2 separate regions of the Rattus norvegicus genome follow, and region 1 is linked to region 2. A link is a contact called in public Hi-C data. All regions are on one chromosome and are shown on one strand. The core of a region is the stretch at or near the end of the contact, and the rest is flanking DNA. Distances in the headings are between cores, read along the strand shown.

The links. Hi-C and Micro-C count contacts between places; a contact is called where the count stands out from the background.
Region 1: a Hi-C map of liver shows a contact between it and region 2, with 4 times the contacts expected there. The contact joins two enhancer-like sites. A contact is called at or near these places in 2 of 12 Hi-C or Micro-C datasets (frontal cortex and liver).

Annotation. Positions count from the first base shown.
Region 1 is chr16:50,712,578-50,719,414 of GRCr8, reverse strand. LOC102552563 (a long non-coding RNA gene) reads left to right here. Exons shown (of 4, transcript XR_005494836.2): 4 at 675-1,410. Among named protein-coding and RNA genes, the nearest start is that of Dctd, 120 kb to the left of the region's middle. Within about 2 kb of position 4,639, at least 26 of the 93 cell types and tissues checked have an H3K27ac peak or open chromatin away from gene starts, as enhancers often do. A contact at or near this core is called in liver, where this site is marked.
Region 2 is chr16:50,549,134-50,556,375 of GRCr8, reverse strand. All of the region lies in intron 4 of Tenm3 (teneurin transmembrane protein 3), which reads right to left. Among named protein-coding and RNA genes, the nearest start is that of Dctd, 280 kb to the left of the region's middle. Within about 2 kb of position 2,050, at least 4 of the 93 cell types and tissues checked have an H3K27ac peak or open chromatin away from gene starts, as enhancers often do. A contact at or near this core is called in liver, where this site is marked.

The sequences.
Region 1 (6,837 bases), core at 3,390-5,889, 160 kb before region 2:
GGGACCACCACGGGAGCTGGTAGGTGGGGTACAACGGACTCCATTACACTGAGAGTGAGCCCAAAGCCACGGGCATCACAGGAGCTCATTACCTGCTGCCTCTACTTAAAGCTGTTAATTAGCTCTTCAATAATTTAGATAATCTTTAAATGGCTGCAGCTTTTAAATTGAAAGCTTATTTTCCCAACAAGGGCTGAGTTTCCAGGAGCCAACATTCAGATATTTTGCAGAATGAAGAAGCCATTTTGTATTTTGTAAGGTATCTGGAGTATGGACAATGAATGAGGCATCCTTAACTAGGGAGTACAGTTCTGGGCCACATTGATCGAGGACCCAGGGGACCAAGAATCTGGGCTTGCTTGTGATTTGGTCACAGGTGGGCCCAGACTGGCCATGGTGTCATCGAGAGGAAGAGGGGATAATGTGGAACCAGAGGCCCCAGTGTGGTACCCTGTGCAGTAGGAATAAATAGTAAGTGCAAACCTTCAAGGATGCGAGATGGTGGGGTTCCTTCAAAAGTGGGGGGCCTTCCACATTGATTATAGGATGCGTTTAGCTCACTGGGGATACCTGAGAGCATTGGTGTAGATATCTGGAAGATAGGGCTTTGGGCTTAAGCTTTCTGTGCTAGGAGGCCATGTGCATTATTATTTTGTTTATTGTTCTTTCTGCAGTAGCTTCGGACCTCGGATGAGTTACCAGCCTGCCTGGTGGCAGACACAGCCTCACAGGAAGACTTGGGACACATTGTTGTCTGGACTGAAGCTCAGGGAGGATCATCTTCGACCCGCACTACTGAGACCAGGACCCAGAGTCTCCCCTCAGCCACCACCTCGTCCTCCTTTTGTCTGGAGCTCAGTGTGTGTGTGTGTGTGTGTGTGTGTGTGTGTGTGTGTGTGTGTGTGTGCCTACCAAGTATACATGTGGTGTTCTGACCTCTGGCCAAGCATCGCAGGGAGAGACCTTAACCCTGCTCCACAGAAATTTGACTCTACACAGCATGGATCAACACAAGACCCGGACGAGTGGCCCCTAGGAGCCATCTAGAAAGCATGTATCTTTCCAGGGTTCTGTTCAAAGACTTGACAAAAACCAACTAAAGTAATCTTATAGCAATCTCATGGATCTGGGAATCTCCACTGTGCAAGAGAGAAGTCCCAGAATGCCAAGTCACACATCCAAGAACTGGGGTCTGTCTCAGGGACACGGCTGCCTACGCTCTATTCTCTGGAGCTCCCCATCCAAAATGCTCTCAGACTCTGGCACCCCATTGGCTCTTCTCTCGCTTTCTGGTCTTTGTTATTGAAGTGGTGGGTCATAGGAATGGTGTGATGACACCAGGCTATCCAGGGACATCTCTGACTAAAAGGAGGAGTCCACCCAATGACAGCAGAAGTGGGTGTTATCTCAGCCTTGTGTCTTAAGTGACTTTGGGGACAATGATGGGAGGGAAGGCTCAAAGCAGAAGTCTTGACCCACTTGAAACATGAATAGAACTGAAGAGCAGAGGCAGTGGGGGGAGGGAGGTGTCTGTCCCACCCTAGTAGAGAAAAAGAGTGTTTTGTGGGAGAGAGGGGAAAGAGGAGAGACAGACAGAGACAGAGACAGGGACAGACAGTGTTAGTCTTCCTAGAAACCAGAGCTCAGTTCAGGGCCCAGATAGCCTATTAGAGCAGCAGTTTTCAACCTGTGGGGCTAGACCTGCTTCAAGAGAGAGAGGTCCAATGGCCCTTCCACAGGTCACCTAAGACCATCGGAAAGCACAGATATTTACATTATGATTCAGAGCAGTAGCAACATTTCAGTTATGGAGTAGCAATGAAAAGAATTTTATGGTTGGGGAGGTCACCATAACACGAGGGACTACATTAACGGTCACAGCATTAGGAAGGTGAAGAACGTCAGAGTGTAAGAGCCATCTGGGGTTGCAGCTGGATCCTACTGATGGTTGTGAGGGGATGGCTGTCTTCAGAGTCACCACAGGCACTGCTTTAAAGGGCTCTGCCCTGGATCATCAGTTTCTCAGTGCGATTCCAGATGCTAATGAGGGTTGGGGGTTGCTCTCACCAAGTATGAGGGGTTTGGATCTGGGAGGGACGCTGTTTATACAGGGCAGCTCTGCAGGGGTTCGGGGATGCACCCCTCCCAAGGAGACATGAGATAACTGTGAGGTTCTCTCACTCCGTAGCCTCTTGGGGGCTCTTGCCACTCTGAGAAAAGCAGCTGAGACACAGTGTGATCCTTACAGGTAAGAAGTACCACAATGTGCTACCCCTGGTTCTGGATCAAGTGGTCTCGGTTCTGGCGATCATCTGGGGTGATCATTAGTAGTGTTGTGAAGATTCCAGACATTTCAGAGTACTGAGCAGGGCCAGACAGAGTAAGGACCCTTCCTGCATGCATACCGCCTCCTGGCTCAGTATACGCTTGGGCTGTGAGGCAGCCAGGAGAATGGAACAAAATTGTGGTCCATCAGGTACAGACCCAAGGACGCTGAAGCCAGGGAGGTGGCGGAACAATGTAGAACAGTATTCCATAGGATTCTCACGTGATTCAAAAATCACCGACTGTTCGCACCATCTTAGAAGGATGAAGTTGCAATGGTGGAATGATAGAAGTCTGGGAGAAAAGTCCTGTTTCTAGGGAACACTCCTAACAGCTCAGAGACCTCAACTATGGGGCATCTAGAAACTCCTCCAGAGATGTAAAAAGGCATCAAGCTAGAACTATCCCGAAGTCTTCGCCCTAACTTTTCTGCCAACCCTCTTTTCACGCAGTGCACGCGCGCGCGCGCGCGCGCACGCACGCACACACACACACACACACACACACACACACACACACACACACACACACGGCTTATGGAGCTGCTCACTTTAAAGATGGAGAAAACTGGTTGAAAACACGTGGCTGCCTTCAGCCAGGCAAAGCCGAGACTGAGTGGGTCTTTTCTGCTCCGGCCCGCTCCCAGTTCCACCGCCCCTCTAGGGACCTTCTAAAGTTTGATTAACTAGAGTGCTAATTGGCGGAGGCTGCAGACAGAGCTGGAGCATGGCAAGGCTAGTCGTGTTTTCTTTGATTTACAAGAGCCAGCAAGGCTACGTCCACAGTTTAATGAGCGGGAAGTAATTGGGAACCTGTTGCCTTCAAAGAGCCCCGAGCCGGAGCCTGCCTCCTCTGCCCTTACTACTGGCATAGAACACCGCCTCTAGGTGTGACTGTGGATGAGGAGGTCTGGGAGCGAGAGCGGGGAACTTCGATGGAGTGCTGATTCATGACCTGGACCTCAGGATCTGGAATGCTGCCAGTTTGCACAACTTGGGTTTTAGAGCTGGTTCCCAAGCAGCCACCAGAGAGAATGGCAGCTGTCACAGAAGGAAGGGACAGCATGTGGAGGACACCTTGGACCATGGCAGAGACCAGGTGAGGGAAGCAACATGCAAGAAGCCAGCTATTGCTTCAGCGCCAGGGAAAAACAAAGGCTTTCTAGATCATCTGCTGAACCTGGCTCCCTGTGTTCTTGGTCTCTCTCTCTCTCTCTCTCTCTCTCTCTCTCTCTCTCTCTCTCTCTCTCTCTCTCTCTCTCTCTCTGTGTGTGTGTTCTAACTCTGAGTCTGTCTCTCCCTGGGATTATAGCTCCCAGGAGCACCCGAGAAATCCTTTCTGGAGAACTGTGAAGATATGAGCTTAGACATACTTGGCTCATGCAGAAGAGTGTTGTTCTTTCCCTTCCCCTCACCCTCGCCTCCCCCTCCCCTCACCCTCGCCTCCCCCTCCCCTCCCCCTCCCCTCCCCTTCCCCTCCCCCTCCCCTCACCCTCCCCTCACCCTCGCCTCACCCTCCCCTCCCCTTCCCCTCACCCTCCCCTCCCCTTCCCCTCACCCTCCCCTCACCCTCCCCTCACCTTCCCCTCCTCCTCCCCTCCCCCTCCCCTCCCCCTCCCATGGACAGCCTGACTGGACTGGTGGTATTGTCACAGAAGGCCAAGATGTTCAGTTGGACATCTAGTGGTCCACTTTTTATCTTCTCGTGAAGCTATGGGGTTCCGATCTCATCCTGTCTGCCATGATATTTTGGCTTCACATGTGATCTGTAGTCTTCCTTTTTTTTTTTTTTTTTTAATCTAAGAGAGAAAGTGGGGGAATGAGTCTACATATTTGGGTCCCCAAGGAGCCTCCAGAAATGGCAATAGGTTCTACCTAGCCAGGGACGGTTTCTTAAAGTAGATACACGCTGTCACTTAAAATCAACATGGACTGGCTTTTCTGTGTGACAACCCAGGAATGAAAGGTTGAAAGTCCTTTTTTTTTTTTTTCTCACCCTGGCAAGTGAGGCCAAGTGGAGGGAGGGAGTGGCGGGGCCAGGAAGAATTTTTTTCCAGGCTGCCTGTCATTCTAGCACTTTCATGAGAGCCTAGCTTGGGCAGGAATAAAAATGCCACTCTGAATTTAAATAATCTGTCCTTCTGGGGGAAGTCTTCGCAGCGACAGGGCTGTTAACATGGAAAGTAGAAAGTAAACAATGTATTTCAGAAATCAGTGTTCTGAGTGGGCTGCGGGACTCAGACAGCCCGCGGACAACTCCTGGGAGGAAGGGCCCTCTTATGATCTGCCAGGCGAGAGGAACACGGCTTGACAGAGCTTCTGCACGGCGTGCGGGGGAAAATCTTAAGGGAGTGAGGATTGCAAGGACCAGGTCTCAGTGAGGCGGTGCATGAAGCAGAAGGAATCGCTTTACGTGTGAAAGTCTACGGACAGAACAGAATGGGACCAGAGAGGGTCATTTGAATTGGCCCATCCAGAGACGAGCAGAGGGAGAGCTTAAGTCTCCCTTTGTTTTTATGTTTTGTTTTGTTTCTGTTTCTGGACCTTGCTGCAGCTTTTGCATAGATTTCTACACCTAAGGCGTCTATCGCTAGGGGGCGCAAGAGCCCTTCATGAAAGCGCCTCTCAGCCGCCATGACCCAGACACAGGTCTCTGCTGAGGCTCACCCCTCTAGGGTGTCACCAGATGTTGGGACAGGATCTCACTCCTCCAAAAAGCCAGAGTCCTGAAAACTGAGAAGCACCGACTTGTAGAAAGATGGTCTCTCCCTTCCCTACCTCTAGTGAGTCGGGCTGCCCCGACCCTTCGCTTCTTCCTGTCCTCCATTCAGTTTTCTGTGTTTTGCAGTATTGCTTTGTCGGTGCTTGAGAATGACGCTTAAATCTCGTGCCTGAGCTTGGTGATAATGTCCCAGTTGAAGTGAGACTTTGAAACCTGCTTGCTTATAACCTTTTGTCAATAAGTTGGGGATGAAAGACTCTACCTCCCCTTCCCAATGATATCCTCAGCAGACAAAATCACCTGGCTTATCAATGAACCAGCATGGTTTTCCTCCGAAGATGAAGAAAAGCAGATGCAATTTTTTTTCGGACACAACCCAGGCAGGTCTTGCTGGGGTCATTTCAGAAAGATAATTAAGGGATAGAAAAGGGGGACTATAGAGAGAGACTGGGGGACCTGGGGACGATTTTTAAGGTGTATTTTCTGAATTAGATACAATAGGCTTCCCACCGTTTATCTTTGAGGGCAAGTTGGGATGAAGTGGATCTCTGCTTACACCATGCTCATCACCTTGTGACAAGAACCCGAGGTGGAAGAGACTAGTTGGCGTGCTCCCTCGGAGTTTCTATGAGCCATTCTATTCTCACTTACTGTCACTCCTTGGGTACTTACGCTCCCCTCACCTTGATAACGTGGAGTTTTGAAAATTTTAAGGAATGCCTTTCCACCCAGCAGACCACTTGCAAATTCTGTCCACTTTATGCATGGAGAGCTATGTGAGATGGAAGTAGTCATTTAGGTGGAATTCAGGAAATCTTGGCACACACATAAAAGGAATGGGACCTTCCTTCCCAATGCAGGTGGATGCCAGTGTCCACTTACGATTCCACCCTATAGGCAGGAGGACTGCAAGCGAGCCACTCTCTTGGCCTAAAACTAACAATTTATACTTCTAATTTTAATTTTCCTCTGCCTGGATCCCGGAAGGATTTATTAAATTTGCTTTGTGGAGCCCATTATCTCTAAACTGACTAATGATGTTACTTTAAGCTCAGCCTCGGTTTGTAGTAAATTCTCTGTACACAAGGCTCTAGGAATCCTGTCTTTCTCCATGGCAGCATTTTCAGTTGGTTCATAAATGAAAAGGTTTACTCTAGCTACCTAAAAGTTATTCGTAATTAAGTGACACCAAGAGACCATTGCTTGTAGAGGGCGTAACAAACGAGAAAAGTGGTAACAGGATATTCATTCTGAGGCTTGAAAGGAGGGCAGAAAACTCCAGTAGTCACACCACTACCTTTATTTTTTTTTTGTACTTTGTTCGCACTGTGGTTAAGGTGAGTAGGAATATATAAACAACGTGTCATTTCTAACATGACCTTGGTAGGATGACAAAGTCAAACGAGAGATTTATGGAGAAATTTCTAGTCCTTCCTTTAGAAATGATGGGCACTCATTAACATTGCATGGAAGACTTGTTTCTATACATGATGGAGCCAAGGAGCTAGAAATATTGGCAGATAGACTGGCCATAAAGCCCATGTCTTATGACTTATGCAAATACGGCAGGTAATATCACCAGAACCTGGGGTGCTGTCGTCAGGAGACTATGCAAGGTAGGAAAGGTAGCTACCTGACAGAGAATCCTTGCTCATTTTGACTTGAACCCCACCCACACTTGGATATCCACTTGGACAACTTGCTCAAATTTCTCTAAGTTCCTTCTCCCTCACCTAGAATTTACTGCACGCTGGGGATGGGAGCTGCAGGCTGAGGTCACTTCTCTTCAGG
Region 2 (7,242 bases), core at 801-3,300:
GAGTCCAGCCGTCTGCCAGAACCTTGGAGCAAATGACAGGGGATGTTGCGAAGGGAACACAGAGGCAGCCCCCTTTGCTACCAGCAGCCTGAAGCCTGAGGAGTACACTCCGAGTTCCTGGCAACACTGAGAAAGGATCTTAGCAGGCCCCACCATTATGGCCTAAATGCTGTTTAATATTACAGGAGCGAGGGAGCCATCTCGCAAAGACAAGAGGCACAAGATAATATGAGAACTGAGGTCTGGTGGGGAGAACCGGCTTCTGAGACGTCATGCTGAATGTCTGCGATTCAGTCTTCTTTAGTGTCCCAAATCCGGAATATTCACCCAAGCGAGCAAAGGCCTAGTTTCCCGATCCTGTCCCTTCCTCTCTCATCCATCATGAATGTGTTCCCCCAAATAATCTGTGGGCAGAAGACTCGTTACAGACCCCTCAATAGAAGCTGCAGGAATAAAACCCAGAGCTGACCTTTTTACAGTCAGTGGGACAGTTGCAACACAGACTGCCGGGATAGCCTTCGTGTACACTAAAAGGCACCTGAGTCGAGTGCTGGCCTCCAGTCTGCTGCATTCCAGCTGGCATTGCAGCTTATTTAGGTGAAAATCTACAAAGTCTGCCTGAGATGGTCTCTAGATTGCTTTTAGATTGACCTTCTATGACGTGTCAATAGATTTAGGAATCTTTGGGGGAATAAAAAAAAATCTGGGTATCAATAAAATATCAACATACTAGAACACACCTTTGCTCCTTTTTTTAAAATTTCAAATACTACCCTATGTAGTTCAAAGTATAATAAGACTTTAACTTGGCGTACGTATCTTGCTTTCACTCAACTTCATGAATCTCTAACTCTACGTGATGTACGTGTGGAATGACTAGGTTTTACAGGGAAAAAAAATAAGAAAAATACTCCTAAATATGGGGCCGTGATTATACTTGATGCATACTTCCAGAGAGCAACCAAGGTTTCTACGTAAGACGGACCCTCTCATGTACAGACGGTAGCTTACAATGTGGACCCCCGTGGTCTACGCAGTCATTAGGAAGACATCATTCCCCATAAATTAGCTTTTGTTTGGATTTCCCGCTGTGTTTATATGCATGTTGACAGAATGCGTTAGGCAATATTTTGGCATTTGAATCCATTACTATTGGTTATTATCTCTAAAGGCTAATATTAGTTCAGAGCCTACGCCTTGCTGACCCACATATGGGTTTTTCTGAAGTCAGTATTTCTCCACCTCCATACGTTTTCCGGTTGTCAAAGCGACAAAAGATTACTCTCTTTATCAACTACATGAGGGGTTTTGTATGCAAAAGCACCAATGTTTGATGTGGCAAGTTCCCCTGTGATTATAAAATCACAGGCTTTATGAATGAACAGATGTAGGGAGGGGAAGGAAGAAGGAAAAGGTAAAGGAACAGCTGCCTATATTTCATATGTCTACTACGTTTTTCTTCTCCCTCCTTTCTTTTTGGTTGTGGGACATAAATGAATGGCCATCAATGTGCCTTGATTTGACATAAATACATTTAACTCCTATGTTTCCTTCTGCCTTGTTTGATTTATATTATTTTATGCATGACGAGATTTTTAAAATTCTTCTAATAAAGGTAATTTTTTTTCTTTTCTCACTCCATAGATGTAGTATAAAACTGCTATGGATACACCTAGGTAGTGGTCTTCCCCGCTGCCCACTGACAGCCAAGGTAGAGGCTGAGGAAAGTAAAGCTACTGTTTCGGTCACAGAGAGAATGAAGTTATCGTTTCTATGGTAGACTTATTTTCCTACTGTTGTTGGGTTTTTCTAATTTGGGGGGGGAGGGGTAACTGATTGAAAGAAGCCTTCCTTCTCCTGCTTAACAGAAAAAATGCCTTACTAATATACTCCTTACTCAACCGGCCAAAAGGGGCGTGCCATTACCGGCCCACAGGATCTTGGAGGACCAATTGTCAGTGTTAAAGAATATGGCTATTTCAAGAGCATTCAAAGTACAGAATGAAATCATTTGTGGGGTTTGTGTACTAGTCGCTGCCTGCCAAAACGCTGCTTGGCCTCTATCGGGAAGGTGGCAGAGGATTCGTTAGTGACAGTTACTAGCAGCTGGCCACGAAGCCCCATGGTTCCTTACTCAGAGTCTTGTAGCACTACTGGCTCCTTCGTGGGATTGCCTATGTCACAGCATCTTTCAGAACTACACATCAAATGTTTTTGTTTGCTAATGACTTAACTAAGCGAGCGCTTTCCCCTCGGCTTCATCTGAATTTTTATGAAGGTGGTGGAAGGGCTGCGGTGTAGCTCAGTGATGGGGCTAGGTCCCCAATACACACACATAAACATACACAAAAAAGTCACAGAACATAGAAACACAGCCCCCAAAAGAGAAACATTGAAATGTTAAGATGATTTACCATTATTAAAAGTTCGAGCTATTACAATATGAAAATTCTTAGAGGAATGTTGGTATATTGAATTATGACAAAGTCTACCAAGGCAGCCCCTTTGTAACATTGCCATTCTAGTACAAGGTGGTCCCTTTCTGGAGAATGATTCGTGTGCATGCGTGCATGCATGTATGTGCGCGCTCGAGCGCCTTTCAGCACATATGTGCACACATATAGTTTCAAATGGAAATTGGAAATGACTTCGGTGACCATTGGGGGCATGGCAGCTGACGTGACATAATATTCCTCATTCACACAACAAAAACTTTGAGCTTTTCCCCATCAAGTTCCACTGTCTGGGAGGAGTCTACTGCGACATCAGCACGTGGCAGGCCAGGGCAGCTGTGACTGACATTTACCTCTGCACCCTGGACTGTCACCTCAGCCCTCAGTATGGAGTGGAGACAATGTCTTGGGAAGCCAGTGACCCCAGGCTCATCTGGGATCACTCACCCTGGGAAACACTTTGGCCTAATCATTAACTAATCATTAACATACGTTTAACTGTTATTTAATGATTACTTTAGAGTGTCTGTGGACGGCTTTCAAAACAAAACCGGGCGGGAGCTGCAGTGTCTGGCTCCAGGAGATTTGTTTCCGGTGTCAGCTTGCTTCTGTACTCGGTGGTCTCACTCTCCTTGTCTAAAAATAAATGGCCCACTTTCCCGCTTTAGGCATGCATCTCTTCTCTACGTGTGACTCCTTTCTGAGGCGAGCAAGAACTCCGAAGAAGCTAAAAGCGTCTAAAAATACCCCTACTCCAGAAATAGAAAATAGAGATGTAAGTTGTGATTATTTGAGATGGCTGAAATAATACGGTCAGGTTCGATTTACAAACGCAATGCAACTCACAGAGGCTCAGTCCCTCTGTGCATTGAGAGCTTGTTACAAAGAGAACTGTAGTTAACTAATGGCAAGATTTAAAGATCAGGAGCAGTGGTTCTCAGGCCTTCAGTTCCTCATGGTGTGGTGATCCCCAAGCATAAAAGAATTTTCTTTGCTACTTTGTAACTGTGACTTGGCTGCGGTTATGAACTGTAATGTAAATATATGATATGCAGATTTTCTTAATGACCACAGTATTTGGACCCACAAAGGGCTCCAGACCCACAGGTTGAGAACCATTGATCCAGCTCGAAGCACCCAAAAGCAAAGACTGGCAACTTAACTATTTCCTGGAGTAGTGATTCCCAGACATTAAAAAAAGAGTACCTATCTCCTCTGTGATATGATTGGAAGCATTTTACAGTATTATTTTATTTTAACAGAGGCTATTTCACATTTATATGTCTCATTGTTTCTCCTTTGAAATGACCTGCAAAAGTTTGATTGCACTGACTTGAAGAGGAAATTTGACTGCATGATGCTAACCACAACCCTTAACATGAACAGAAAGCAACAGCAAGGACAAGTGGAATGAACGGGAGACAACATCAGCAAACCCAAGTAAAAACGCACGCCCACAAAATTGACTTCCACGAAAGAAGTGTCGGACAGCCATCAGAGACACTCCGATGTCCGCCGAGACCTTCCTCACAAGATAGCACAGAACAAGAACTCAAACTGGAAGTGACCCCCTTTGTCACTTGGTGTTCATTATCCTGTCCATGGGCTGCCTTCAAACTCTCAGATCTGTGCAGCCAAAAGCTGACAATGTAGGCTCAGAAGGAGATGATCCAGATACGGTCCCTCGACAAAAGACCCACTGGCTCTAAGAATGAGCAAGGAACTCATTTTCTGATTTAACACTTCCGTTTTTGAAAAAGTGTGGCCATTAAGTTTTGGTTCACTGGATTGTCAGGAGCAATACTGATGAGGTCAGGGCTGGTGGCCCACACTGTAAACCCTGTAGTCAGGCTGGTAAAGGAAGAACACCGCTGTGGGTTTGAAAGCACTCTGGCGACATTATGGCTTCCCGGCTAGCCTAGGTAGACCATGGAGGAGGAACAGCAATGGTAGAAGCTAAGGTAAGCCAACACTTGAAGTTTTGTACAGTACGTTGATTATTTTGTTCAATATTTGCCCAAAGCAGTATTACATCATTATCACCAAATTCACTGTTAACCACAATCTAGATTTTATTCAGAGTATATAAATCTTCCTCCCATTTACTAAGTTTGTCCATATTCCTGAGGGACCTTGGGTGTATGGACACATCTTGCACAGAATAACACAGCCAGCAAATGACAGTGCAGAGATTTGAAGAATTTTCAATGTGAAACGCACACTGGACATATTTTGTTATATGAGACTATAGTAGTGACTATGTCTTACTCATAATTTTGCATCCCATGTCTAAAAGAGATACTCAACACTGCTTATGTCTAATGGAATTGATGTCTGAGGGAAATATTAATAATAGTTGCACTTAATGGAATTAAACTGGCTGCAGCTTTGATACTAAGAGGAGAATATGAAAAACAAAAAAATAAAAAATCCCTTGCCCAATCAAGTGCTTCCTATTTCAGAAGCTGTATGTGGGCATCATCTTGGGTGGACTCTACTGCACGCTTTCTCTGTGGTGGGAAAAGAAGGATGGCATGGAAAGCCTTTTCTCCTGGGAATCAGGAAGGCTGAAAAAACAGTCTTGAGGAGACAGTGTGTTAGAGCAAAAACGACAGATGAATCTGAGGATGAAGCCTTTAGGTGAAGACCTCTCCCGGCTGCCAGTCAGTCTAAGTCAGGCTGGTTGCAGGCAAAGCAAGCCACAGAGTAGCAACAATGGTTTCTTCTTTGGAAACATGGATACATTACCAGTGTGAGATGTGAGTAGCGACAATGGTTTCTTCTTTGGAAACATGGATACACTACCAGTGTGAGATGTGAGCAGCGACAATGGTTTCTTCTTTGGAAACATGGATACACTACCAGTGTGAGATGTGAGCAGCGACAATGGTTTCTTCTTTGGAAACATGGATACACTACCAGTGTGAGATGTGACTGGCAAAGGAGGGGGTAGAGAGCGGTACCTTTTTAAATCACTAAATGGTTCCTCAGTATTGTGTAGAAGGAGGTCTAGCTAGAAAATGTGATTGTTCTTTGATTTATCAGATGATGTATACTTAAAGTGTACAGTGGGAGCTAAATGTGTAGGGACTGCTCTAAATCCTAGCCTTTGAGAGTTAGAGGGGCAAAAGCTTAAGGTCAGAGTGAATGCTGTACTGAGATCCTGGAGGAACTCAAGGCTGCTCTTCCCACCTTTAGGACTGTCCCAGTAGAAGAAATCGCATATGCGATTTTCTGACTCCTCTGTGATCAATGGAAAACACCACCTTTACTATGTGTAGCTTCTGAAATATAACAACCCCCAAGCACATACACACCACACACACATCACACCATACATGCACACCACACACCACACACACATACACCTACATACCACTCCATACATGCACATCACACAACAAACACACATCACATCATGCATGAACATCATACAACACACACACACACACACACACACACACACACACACACACACACTGGGAATTTCTTCACAACTGACTATTCAATCATTGTTTTAAAAGGCTTTAAAAGGAATCGCTTTTCTTTAATGCTTTTAAAAACTATTCTCTGAACATGCTTTATATGTTTCATAAATAAAAAATTAAAGTATGTATGTTATAGAAAGAAACAAAAAAAGACTTTAAATTGTTGTGGCAATTTTAGCTCAGTTACCCAGAATTTCTAAAGTAACATGTCTTTCCACTTATAGATGTTAACTGTGACAAAAGTTCTAGTTAAACCAACAAGGATAAAAATGCATCTCATAACTTTCCTCTAAGTAGCGTGCAGATATTTTTTTTTGTCTTTGACAACTGACTTTCCGAGTTACATTTAGTTTATGTTGTAAACTGTAAGATTTGTCCTTAGGTCAAAATGCAGATTTTAGCAGAAATCTTCCTCTAATGCTCAGACTCAATGAGCTATGACCTCCATATGCTCTGCTAGCCTCCCATGATCCCTCCTTGCCTTCTCTCTCTCCCCTTCTCTCCTTCCCTCTTCTTCTTCCCCTTCTCTGTTCCCCACCCGTTCCTCTCTCGCCTGGTGAGGAGTGAGGTGAGGGCACAGCATATGCAGAGTTCTACCACTGAGTTACCCCCTCCCACCCCCTTTCCTCCTCGTATATTTAAACAGCAAGGGTAACTGTAATCAATTGTTAGGTGTCTCTTTCCTCCAAAATATTACAGACTGTAAGAGGGCACTGACTAGTGACTAGATAAGATGGTCTAAATCTTATCACTGTTGAATCTGTGGCTCAATCAACAAACCTGCTGAATGCATGAACGGTCACTAGCTGTGGAGAGGAATGTGTGCCTCCCAAGCCAACAGGGGCTGGCTACACCACTAAAGGCACAGAAGTAGAAACTTTAGAAGCCTTGTCATCGACAGAGAAGGACAGGGTGAGCAGCCTGTAGACATTGGCAGAGGATATGGGAACTATAAACATGTAGCCAAAGAATGTTTTAGTGTTATTTCATCTGCTCGATTTTAAGGTGAAACTGTTGAATTCAGAGTCCGTGGACTGTTAAGACTTCATAGGAAAGCTACTGAGGAGTCCTGGCAGCCTGCACAGCCAGTCATCTCTCTTCCGAATGCTGACAGTCCTCTGCCTTCTCTGTGGGTATTGCTCTCTGAACACTCTGCTCTCAATATCACTCATGCAAAAGCCACTGGCGTGGCAACACCAACGGAAGATTATGCATTGTAGCTCTGGCATGGGCAACTGCTTTATTGTGTGTCTTAGCTGCCATGGTTTGCAGATATGGCTACAGTCCACAAAATGCGAGTG